Linked DNA regions of Mus musculus: all the other regions are linked to region 1. A link is a contact called in public HiChIP or PLAC-seq and Micro-C data. All regions are on one chromosome and are shown on one strand. Each heading gives the region's core, a stretch centred on a gene start, on an enhancer-like site or on the middle of the called end of the contact. The rest is flanking DNA. Distances are from core to core; before and after follow the strand shown. Region 1 holds the start of Hrh3 (histamine receptor H3). Region 2 holds the start of Zfp512b (zinc finger protein 512B). Region 3 holds the start of Kcnq2 (potassium voltage-gated channel, subfamily Q, member 2).

The links. A called contact is a pair of places that touch in the nucleus more often than the background predicts. HiChIP or PLAC-seq counts read pairs in DNA pulled down with a chosen protein or histone mark.
Region 2: an HNF4G HiChIP or PLAC-seq map of pancreatic cancer cells shows a contact between it and region 1. The contact joins the promoter of Zfp512b here to the promoter of Hrh3 in region 1. A contact is called at or near these places in 1 of 39 promoter capture datasets (pre-B cells), 1 of 484 Hi-C or Micro-C datasets (embryonic stem cells) and 2 of 115 datasets of contacts at active chromatin or transcription factors (large pre-B cells and pancreatic cancer cells).
Region 3: a Micro-C map of embryonic stem cells shows a contact between it and region 1, with 3 times the contacts expected there. The contact joins the promoter of Kcnq2 here to the promoter of Hrh3 in region 1. A contact is called at or near these places in 1 of 39 promoter capture datasets (embryonic stem cells) and 1 of 484 Hi-C or Micro-C datasets (embryonic stem cells).

Annotation. Positions count from the first base shown.
Region 1 is chr2:180,102,919-180,105,930 of GRCm38.p6, reverse strand. Hrh3 (histamine receptor H3) reads left to right here and starts at 1,524. Exons shown (of 3, transcript NM_133849.3): 1 at 1,524-2,029. The coding sequence starts at 1,780. Gm46782 (a long non-coding RNA gene) reads left to right here. Exons shown (of 3, transcript XR_001783600.2): 3 at 877-1,411.
Region 2 is chr2:181,590,882-181,593,893 of GRCm38.p6, reverse strand. Zfp512b (zinc finger protein 512B) reads left to right here and starts at 1,433. Exons shown (of 17, transcript NM_001164597.1): 1 at 1,433-1,473; 2 at 2,909-3,012. The coding sequence starts at 2,911.
Region 3 is chr2:181,133,874-181,136,885 of GRCm38.p6, reverse strand. It overlaps Kcnq2 (potassium voltage-gated channel, subfamily Q, member 2), which reads left to right and starts at 1,597. Exons shown (of 17, transcript NM_010611.3): 1 at 1,597-2,089. The coding sequence starts at 1,794.

The DNA of each region.
Region 1 (3,012 bases), core at 275-2,774:
CCTCTGGACACAGTCAGTGTGCTGTGGAGGGGAGCCGAAGGGTTTGCTTGTAAGAGCAGATCAGAGAAGGCTTTCTGGAGACGATACATTGGAATTTACCCCTCCCCCATAGAAGCTTCCAGGGTGCCTTTGGGGGGCTGAGACTATGGGCTTGGGGTAGAGGCTCCTCTTTGCCAGCATCCCCAAGGCTGGAACAGAGAAATGCCAGTCCCCACTGCCCAAAGTTCTCAGAGAACCACTTGGGGTGGGGGAGGGGCAGGTCCTCACATGACCAGCCTCTGGCTGTCAGTGTGGGGTGCTTGAAGCGGTGCCTGGGGTCCCCCTCCCCCACACTCATACCGTCTACATTTCTGTCCACTTTGAGGCATCCACTGATGTGTGCTGTTGGTGACAGAGGACAGTCACTGCTTCCCCTCTCCCTCGGGCACTGTTCTCTGTCTGTCTGCTGTCTGACTATTCGTGGGTCCCAGCCTGATGCTGGGTGGCTGTTTCCCTGAATGTGAATGTCTGTGTGTCAGAGCGTGGGTGTGTCTGTCTGTCTTCAGGGAGCCTCTGCTGCTGACTCTGTCCTTGACCTCCAGTATCTGTGTCAGAGAAGGGGGGCCGGCGGCTTTCCTCCTCCCCCTCCCACAGGCACTAACGCAGCTGCCACCACCCCGGCTGCACCCAGAACTCAGTGACCTCACCTGTCCCCTGCAGCAGTGACCACCCCACTAAGGTATCTCAGGGGGCATTCGTGGCCCGAACCAAGCTGCTTTGTGGGTCGCCCCTCCACCCACTGCCGCTGAGTTCTGGGTGAATGTTCTCAGCTCTGGGCTGGGTCCGCTCAGGCTCGTTCTTCCCTTATGTAACTCCACATCTGTGTGTGCCTTGCAGGTCACCCTGGACCCTGTTCTGAGCTCTGTCTAACCACGTGGAGATTGAGACCCCACAGTTCTGTGCATATGAGGCTGGAGAGAACCCCTGTTCCCGGCATCACTTTCAGGGACCCCTCCCCAATCTTTCTTTGGACATCTCTTACCCCAGAAACCTACTTGCCCAAAGCAAGATGCGAAAGGGAGTCCTGAGGCGCAAGTTCCCTAGAGCTGCGGGGCAGCCATTCTCCACCCCACCCGGGCAGTGTCCTAGGTCCTGACAAGCTTAGGAGCTACGGACAAGGGTCGGGCAGGGGTCACCAGGGGCGAGGGCACGAGGGCGAACGGATAGCCAAGGGACCAGCTTCTAGGTGCGACCTCAGACATGGTCCCAGCCCTGTAGCTGGTTATTGCCCGAGTCGGGCTCTCCGCCAGCCACGGTGCGCACCGGGGCAGGGGTTCTAGTCGGCCGGCGGGCACGCGGCGCTGTCCGTGGTGCTGCCCGCGCCGGGCGGGGCGGAGGCGGGACGGAGGCGGGGCGAGGGCGCCAGCCAATGGCGGGGGCTCTGCGCGGGGCGCGGGGGGCGGCGGGCCGATCGCGGGGCGCACTTGGCTGCGCGCTGAGCTAGGGGTGCACCGACGCGCCGCGGGCGGCTGGAGCTCGGCTTTGCTCTCGCTGCAGCAGCCGCGCAGCCCGCCCCACTCTGCTCAGATTCCGATACCAGCCCCCTCTGCATCACCCTCCCGGACTCCAGACTCGGCTCTCGCTCCGGTCCCGCGGACCATGCTCCGGGCGCCCCCCGGAAAACCGGGCTGGGTGAAGAGCCGGCAAAGATTAGGCTCAAGAGCAGGGGCCCCGCCCGGCCACCCAGCACTCGGCCCCTGCCCTGCCCAGTGTCCCCGAGCCCTGTGAGCCTGCTGGGCCATGGAGCGCGCGCCGCCCGACGGGCTGATGAACGCGTCGGGCGCTCTGGCCGGAGAGGCGGCGGCTGCAGGCGGGGCGCGCGGCTTCTCGGCTGCCTGGACCGCTGTCCTGGCTGCGCTCATGGCGCTGCTCATCGTGGCCACAGTGCTGGGCAACGCGCTGGTCATGCTCGCCTTCGTGGCGGATTCGAGCCTCCGCACCCAGAACAACTTCTTTCTGCTCAACCTCGCCATCTCCGACTTCCTCGTGGGTAAAGCCCCCAGACCCTGTCCGCTGCCAGAGTCCAGGGGCGCGGAGCCCGGGCTGGGCAATGGGGCTTGGCGCTTCGACCTGGGGTGGCTTCTCAGGGGTTCGGCCTTGGGAGAGGAGCTCTAGAAACCTTAGGATGGTGGGCGCGGGAGAAGTTCCTCGCCTCCCGGGCCGCAAGACGGGGGCTAGGTAGGGATGTCCCCGGGGAGGCTGCCCCAGCCGGCGGGCGCTCAGCAAGGCGCAAGGCGCAGCGACCGCCGGTGCAGCGTTGGCTCCTGCGCCGAACCAAACAAAGGCAGCGGCGCCGGACTCAGGATGCTGGGAGGACGCTGGGGGGGAGGGGACATGGAAGGGGGATTTGGGGAGGTGTGCTGGGGAAGGGGACCGTAGGGAAGGCGGGGGGTGAGATGAGGGAAATGCTCCGAGGAGCTCGTTCTCACGTGTCCAAGCTCTGCTCCCAACTGGGGGAGGGGGGGCGGGGCTCGCGGTGGGGGCCGGAGCGCCAGACACCTGTTGGGGCTGCGAGCTGCTGCGTCTCCCAGACGCTGGAAGCCGGTTTGGGCGGTGAGAGCGGCTGGCGCGGCTGCAGCCAAGAACCCTTTAAGCCAAGAGAAAAGCTTTCTCGGTTTTTAAGCTGAGAAGGGAGGCTGTCCAACAGCCAGGGTAGAGATGGATGATCGGCTCCAGAGCCAATCAAGCCAGGGAGGACATATATCCCATTTTCCTCTTTTGGCGGTTGGTGGGGCTGGCAGAAGCCCAGGTTTTGTGTTCAGAGGTCCCTATGTGGAGGTCCTTCCTCCTGCCACCAGGTCCAGAAGACATTGATGGGCTGGAGGATGGCAGCTGCTCAGTTGTAGGGGGACAGGGTGACTAGGAGGATAAATAAGATATAGTACTAGCCCTAGAAAGGTGGCTACCCTATGAAGGCCAGGCTCTGCCCTTTCTCTATGTGGTCAGTCTGACCCCAGCTCTTGAGCCATGGTC
Region 2 (3,012 bases), core at 184-2,683, 1.5 Mb before region 1:
ACTCACAAAAGGTAAAAGACGTCTTTAATCCCAGCATATGGGAGGCAGAGACGGGCAGATCTCTGAGTTTGATGCTGGCCTGGTCTACAAAGGGCTACATAGTGAAAAGTTGTTTTAGAAAAAACAGTGGGGGGGGGGGGCTGGAGAGATGGCTCAGTGGTTAAGAGCGCAGACTGCTCTTCCAGAGGTCCTCAGTTCAATTCCCAGCAACCACATAGTGGCTCACAACCATGTGTAATGGGATCTGATGCCCTCTTCTGATGTGTCTGAAGACAGCTACAGTGTACTCACATACATAACATAAATAAATCTTAAAAAAAAAAAAAAACAGTGGGCATGGCTGAGAACATGTAACAGTATTATGACTCAAATGAAAGCTGAATTTTTCCCTTCCCTATTGAGTGCTCCTGTGGAGCCCCAGGCTTTGCATTCTACCTCCTTATCAGCCAGTTGGCCCTTCCTAGTCTGTCAAAAGGGTGTTTATTTCTCTGCCTCATTTATTTCCCCTTCCTAGTCTGTCAAAAGGGTGTTTATTTCTCTGCCTCATTTATTTCCAAGTTGTGTGGGCTGTGCTGTCATCCTCCCACCCACCCCCTAGATCTTACACTAGCAGCCCAGGCTCGGGGCCAGAGAAGTTAGATACTTACTGGCTGTTGGTCTAGGACCACACTGTTCACAAAGAAGGGAGAAGTTGATTCAATAGCCAGTGACCGCAATAAGGCCTATCGGTCTTCGTGTCTAGATTAAGGTGGCCTAAGGGACAGATAGAGGCTGAGGTGCCCCCTGACAGCCTACAGATGTCCTATAACCCTTCATAGGATCTACTTCAGCCAGCGCAACCACACCGGTTGCTTAATCCGTCAGGCAGGATTTGCGGTAGTGTCCAGAGTTCCTGACGTGCCTCAGTTTACTGGACTGTCCACAAAGCGACTCTTGCCCAAGGCACGCGTGACCGATCGCTCGGCCCTGGAGGCCAGGACCACCTGGGCCACGGACCGCACTGCCCGGAGCGGCGGAACGGCCCCACCGGCCCCTTCCCCGCAGCGGCGGCCGCGTGAATACCGCGAGAGTTCGCCCCCCTCCCCCCCGCAGTAAAACTGTCAAAGGTAGGAGGGGCGGGAGCGCGCATGTGCGCAGCACGGCGCGGAGTGTGCGCCGCCCGGACCCCGCGCCCCGCGCCCCGCGCCCCGGCCCGGCTCTGGCTCCGGCCTGGCCCGGCCGCACCCCTTGGGCGCTGCAGGTAAGCGCCGGCCCTGCCCGCTTTACCGCGGCCCCGGCGCCACACGCGCCCCGCACCAGCCCTGTGCCCAGCCCGCCTCCCCGCCGCGCCCGGACCCGCGCCGCGCCCCGCTCCCCGCGTCGGCGCCGTCCTCCCGCCTCCTCCTCCAGAAAAAGTCGCCATTTTGGTTCACTGCCTTCGCCCCCCCGCGGTCGGCGCTTCCGGGCCAGGCTGCAGCCCGCGTCCGGCCTCAGGTGACAGGTGGGTGGCCACGGGCCTCCAGGTGCGCCTCTTGGCTGCGCTCGTCCGGGGCCGGGCGGAGTGGCCTGCGTCCGCGGCAGCGCCCTCCTCCCTGGAGGCTACAAGGGAGATCGCAGGGACCCCAGGTGGAGGAGGGGTTTTCTTCCTACTCCGGCGGCCAGGCCTTACCCCTAACTCTGAAAGACTAGAAGGTTGCAGCAGGCCGTATAACCCGGACCTCAAATGTAATCGGGGTTCTGGATAACTCATTTCCTTATGAAGCTGCAAAACGAGGACATCCAGAGAACTTTAGTTGACTTCAGACCCCCCCTCCCCTCCCCTCCCCTCCCCTAGGCCCAGGATGGGGGTGTTGTCCTTGGCAATGAACGGTGATTGACCTTAGACCTCCTGGATAACGCAGCCCCTACACATCCCCTCTGATTTGAGTTGATCAAAAACTGTTAGGAGAGGACTCACCTGCTTGAACCTTGCTCTTTGGTACCGCCCCCTTCTGTGGCTTTGGGTGCCTCTGCGAGGCCTCACCATTCTATGCTTAGAGCCTTCCTCGGTTTTCAGGGTATGTGATGCTGCAAGCAGAACAGTCCCCAGAGGCCCAACCCCAGGGCAGCAGCATGCATACTCTATAGCCTCTGCTTGCCAGTATTGACTATAACTTGTTTAGCTGAAGTGGCTTCCTAGGCAGGGAACCTAGAAGCTATTGAAAATAAGAAGAAATGGTGGCTGCCTAGGCTGTGGTGGCTGAGGGTCTGATGTGGTGTATTCATCTGGGTGGAGGGGCCCTGTCTGCACAGAAGGCTGAGAAGGCAGGCAGGTAGGATAGCTCAGCATGGGACTAAAGTGTATTTCTAGTGGATCTTCACTTTACCAACCAGAGGGATGAGTGCATGTGGTGGGGACATGGGCCTTCAGGACCCATATTGGCTTCTTTGCCTAGAGAGAGGTCTTCAAGGGCTCTTATCTGAGTAGGTTAGTATTGTGTATCTAGATGGCAGGGGCCAGGACTCTGAGGAGAAGCTATCCCTGAGGTGTGGTGATGTGGCTGCCTGTGAGCCAGCAACCATTACTAGTGTTAATTGTCCCCTATGAGGAATATTATCAGTCTTCTTCAATTGCGTGGACCCTCTGAAGACAGGCTGATCCTCAGCAGCCTTTGGTCTTTGTGTGTCTAGATGAGGGTGTAGGTGAGGGTGTCAAATGTAGTAAGAGTCTTGGCTCTTTCTACACTTCTCATGTCTTCTGGGTTATTTAGAAAGACCTTGTCTGGGCAAACCCCCTTCTCTAAGTTAGAAGCTTCCATTACTTGCTTTTTGATGTGATCAATATAGGAGGTCAGGGCTAGAGAGACATATTGAGGGCCTCTAGGATAGCCCCAGTGAAAGTCCTGGGTTGAGCCTGTTCGTCTCATAGGTCTGTGTACTTACTCTGCAGAGATGACTGAATCCTTTTGTGTTGGAGGAGGCCGTCGGCTTCAAGGATCCAGCAAAAGTGGACCTGGAAAGGGAGGCAGCCGGAAGGAGGCCCAACTTCCCTTG
Region 3 (3,012 bases), core at 348-2,847, 1.0 Mb before region 1:
TCTTCGGGAGGCCAGCTGAATGCTGGTAACCAAGCTGCTGACAGTGCATGGCCCACAGGTGTGCAAGACGTGGTATTAAAAAAAAAACCCATAAATGATTAATGAGCCAGCTTCCTGGGAAGACATCTTAAGCAGAGGAAGGAGGGAGCCGTAAGCCACAACGAAGGAATCACTTTCTAGAACCTTCTGAAATGTGGTAAAGCTGTTGGTACAAATAACATAGGTAGAGAGCAGAGCTCTTGGGAATGCAGAGATCTCTACACCAACTTTACTCTCCCATGAACTTTCCCAGTGTTGTGTGTGTGTGTGTCATACTCTACAGTACCAGAAAGTTTGTGGGCTCATAACGACTTCAAGGGTGTGTCCCCATTTTCCCCCCAAAAGAGAAGATGAGTAAGTTTGTATCTGTTGGTGTTATGGAACTCTAGAGAACCTTGACCTTTGCCTTCCTTTCAGTGCCTCCTCTTGGAACACATTTCCTTCCTAGGGAACCAGAACCTTTTATCCCTCAGGGCTCTGACTCACCCCATCCCCAGACAAAATTTCTGTGTGTTCTGGCTGTCCTGGGACTCTCTCTGTAGACTTGGCTGGCCTCAATCTCACAGAGGTCTGCCTGCCTCTGCCTCCCAAGTGCTAGGATTAAAGGTTTGCAGCACCACTGCCCGGTTTGGGCTCTGATTGTCCCAGGAGGGTGGATAGAATGAGCTAGGCTCTTCCCAGTTGCCATCTACGATCTGTAATCACTTATTTAGTTATTTTAAAAATACTATTTTGAGATTTGTTTATTTTTACGTTATGTTTAGTGGGTATGTTTTGCCTGCGTGTATGTATGAGTACCACAAGCTTTCAGTGCTCAAGAAGGCCACAAGAGGTCTTTGCATTCTCTGGTATTGGAGTTAAGTTCCTAATGTCATGTGGGTACTGGGAACCAAACCCAGGTCTTTTCAAAGAACAGTCAGTGCTCTTAACTACTGAGCTATCTCTCCAACCTGACTTATAAAACTTACAGTTCTTTTACAGAGACTTGAATGGAAGATGACCCAGAGGTGATGGTAAAGCCAGCCCGTGCAAGGAGTGGGCAGCACTTCCCTCCCCCCACCCCACCCACAAACACCTTGTACCTAAGGCCTCTTCTGACTGGGTGGGCCAGGCTGGTGCCTCCTCCATAACCATGTACAGTTGGCTCAGTAAGCCTGGAGGTGGGCAAGGATTCTGCTCTAGGCACTGCTCTGGTTACCCTTAGAGAGCCTGTACAAATTTCCCTGCACACCCAGAGGAAGTGCTGGGCCTTCCTCATGTCTGGCCCTCTTGATGCTAAGAGCCAAGATCCTTGTGGGCTGAATCTTTAACACCGAACTTGACAATGGCCAGGATCCTTCCAAAGGTGTCCACTTGCCGACTCCAGGTCAACTCTGGTGCTTTGCCCTCTCAGCGGTGACGGCAGGGCTGGACTCCCCCTCAAGGATTACCGGGCTAGGAGAGCAGGAAGGGTTGTCCTGTGAGGCAGTACACCTGGACCAGCTCTCCCTGCCTGCCACTACAATGGCGTCGTAGGGGTTAAGGCGGGCGGGGCGGGGCGGCGGGAGGAGCCCTCGCGGAAGCCGGCCAGGCACCGAGGCGCGCGCGGAGCCGGGTGGCCGCAGCGTCCCCGCGCGCGGCCGGGCCAGGTAGGAACGCAGAGCCGCAGCCGCCTCGCCATGCGGCTGCCGGACCGGAGGCCTGGGCTGGGGCCCGCGCCACCCCCCGCGCGCCGCCCCCGCTGAGCCCGCGCCCGATAGGGCGCCGCAGGCACCATGGTGCAGAAGTCGCGCAACGGTGGCGTGTACCCCGGCACCAGCGGGGAAAAGAAGCTCAAGGTGGGCTTCGTGGGGCTGGACCCCGGCGCGCCCGACTCCACACGCGACGGCGCGCTACTCATCGCGGGCTCCGAGGCCCCCAAGCGCGGCAGCGTTTTGAGCAAGCCGCGGACGGGCGGCGCGGGAGCCGGGAAGCCCCCGAAGCGCAACGCCTTCTACCGCAAGCTGCAGAATTTCCTCTACAACGTGCTAGAGCGGCCCCGCGGCTGGGCGTTCATCTACCACGCCTACGTGTAAGTGGCCCGCGATGTGGTGAGCGGTGGGCCTGGCGAAACCCTGGCCGGGCCGCGGGTTGATAGCAGGCGCAGCTGCGGTGGACTGAGGGGCCCTGGTGTGCGTGTCCGCGCGCGCGCCTGGTTCGCGTCGTGGGCGTGGGGTTTGGGTCGTGGCATTGCAGTCTCGGGTTAAAGCAAAGGATAGGGATTGGAGAGTGACTTTGGAGATCATTCTGTAGTCAGGGACTGTTTTATTTGGGGAGGGGGAGGGTTACGGCCGCCAGGCTGGGTTGTACCAGCCCTTCCCCCGCAGGACGGGATGTACTGGCGCCCCAGCCCCCCTCAGCCCGAGAGGCCCCTCCCCACGGCCCGCAGCGCGGAACAAAGGGCCGCCTAGGAGGGAGGGCGGCTCAGCTCTAGGTCTGAACTCATTCGCCCCTCTGCATCCCCGTGGGTTCTCTCCGACATCCAAGTAGGGGCAATGCAGAAGATTGGCCTCATCTCAGTCATCCTCCTAACCTCTTGCTACCTCTCTGAGCTTCCGGGTTGCAGAAATGGGGAGGGGACATAACATCCCATCACCTCAGCCCTGGCTGAGGGCAGTTGCCTGTACTCATCTCCGGAGGCCCACTCTCCTGTTCTCTACACTCTAAGTAGTCCCTTTGTACCTGCTGATGATCTCGCTACACATTCTGGGCTTTAGATCCTTGAGAGACTATTATCCCCCAGTACTGCCAGCTTTGGGCCTGGAAGGGGCTGCTCCTGTCCCCAAGTCTGGGACTCCTTCTGGGGCAGAGCCAGAAAGAGTCGAACCTGTTTCACGCATACATGAGTGTGTGTGTGTGTGTGTGTGTGTGTGTGTGTTTATGTTAGTATGCATAACCTCCCAATGCAAGGACGCTGGCTCTCCTATTCCAGTAGAACCAGGGACAGAGGAGGAG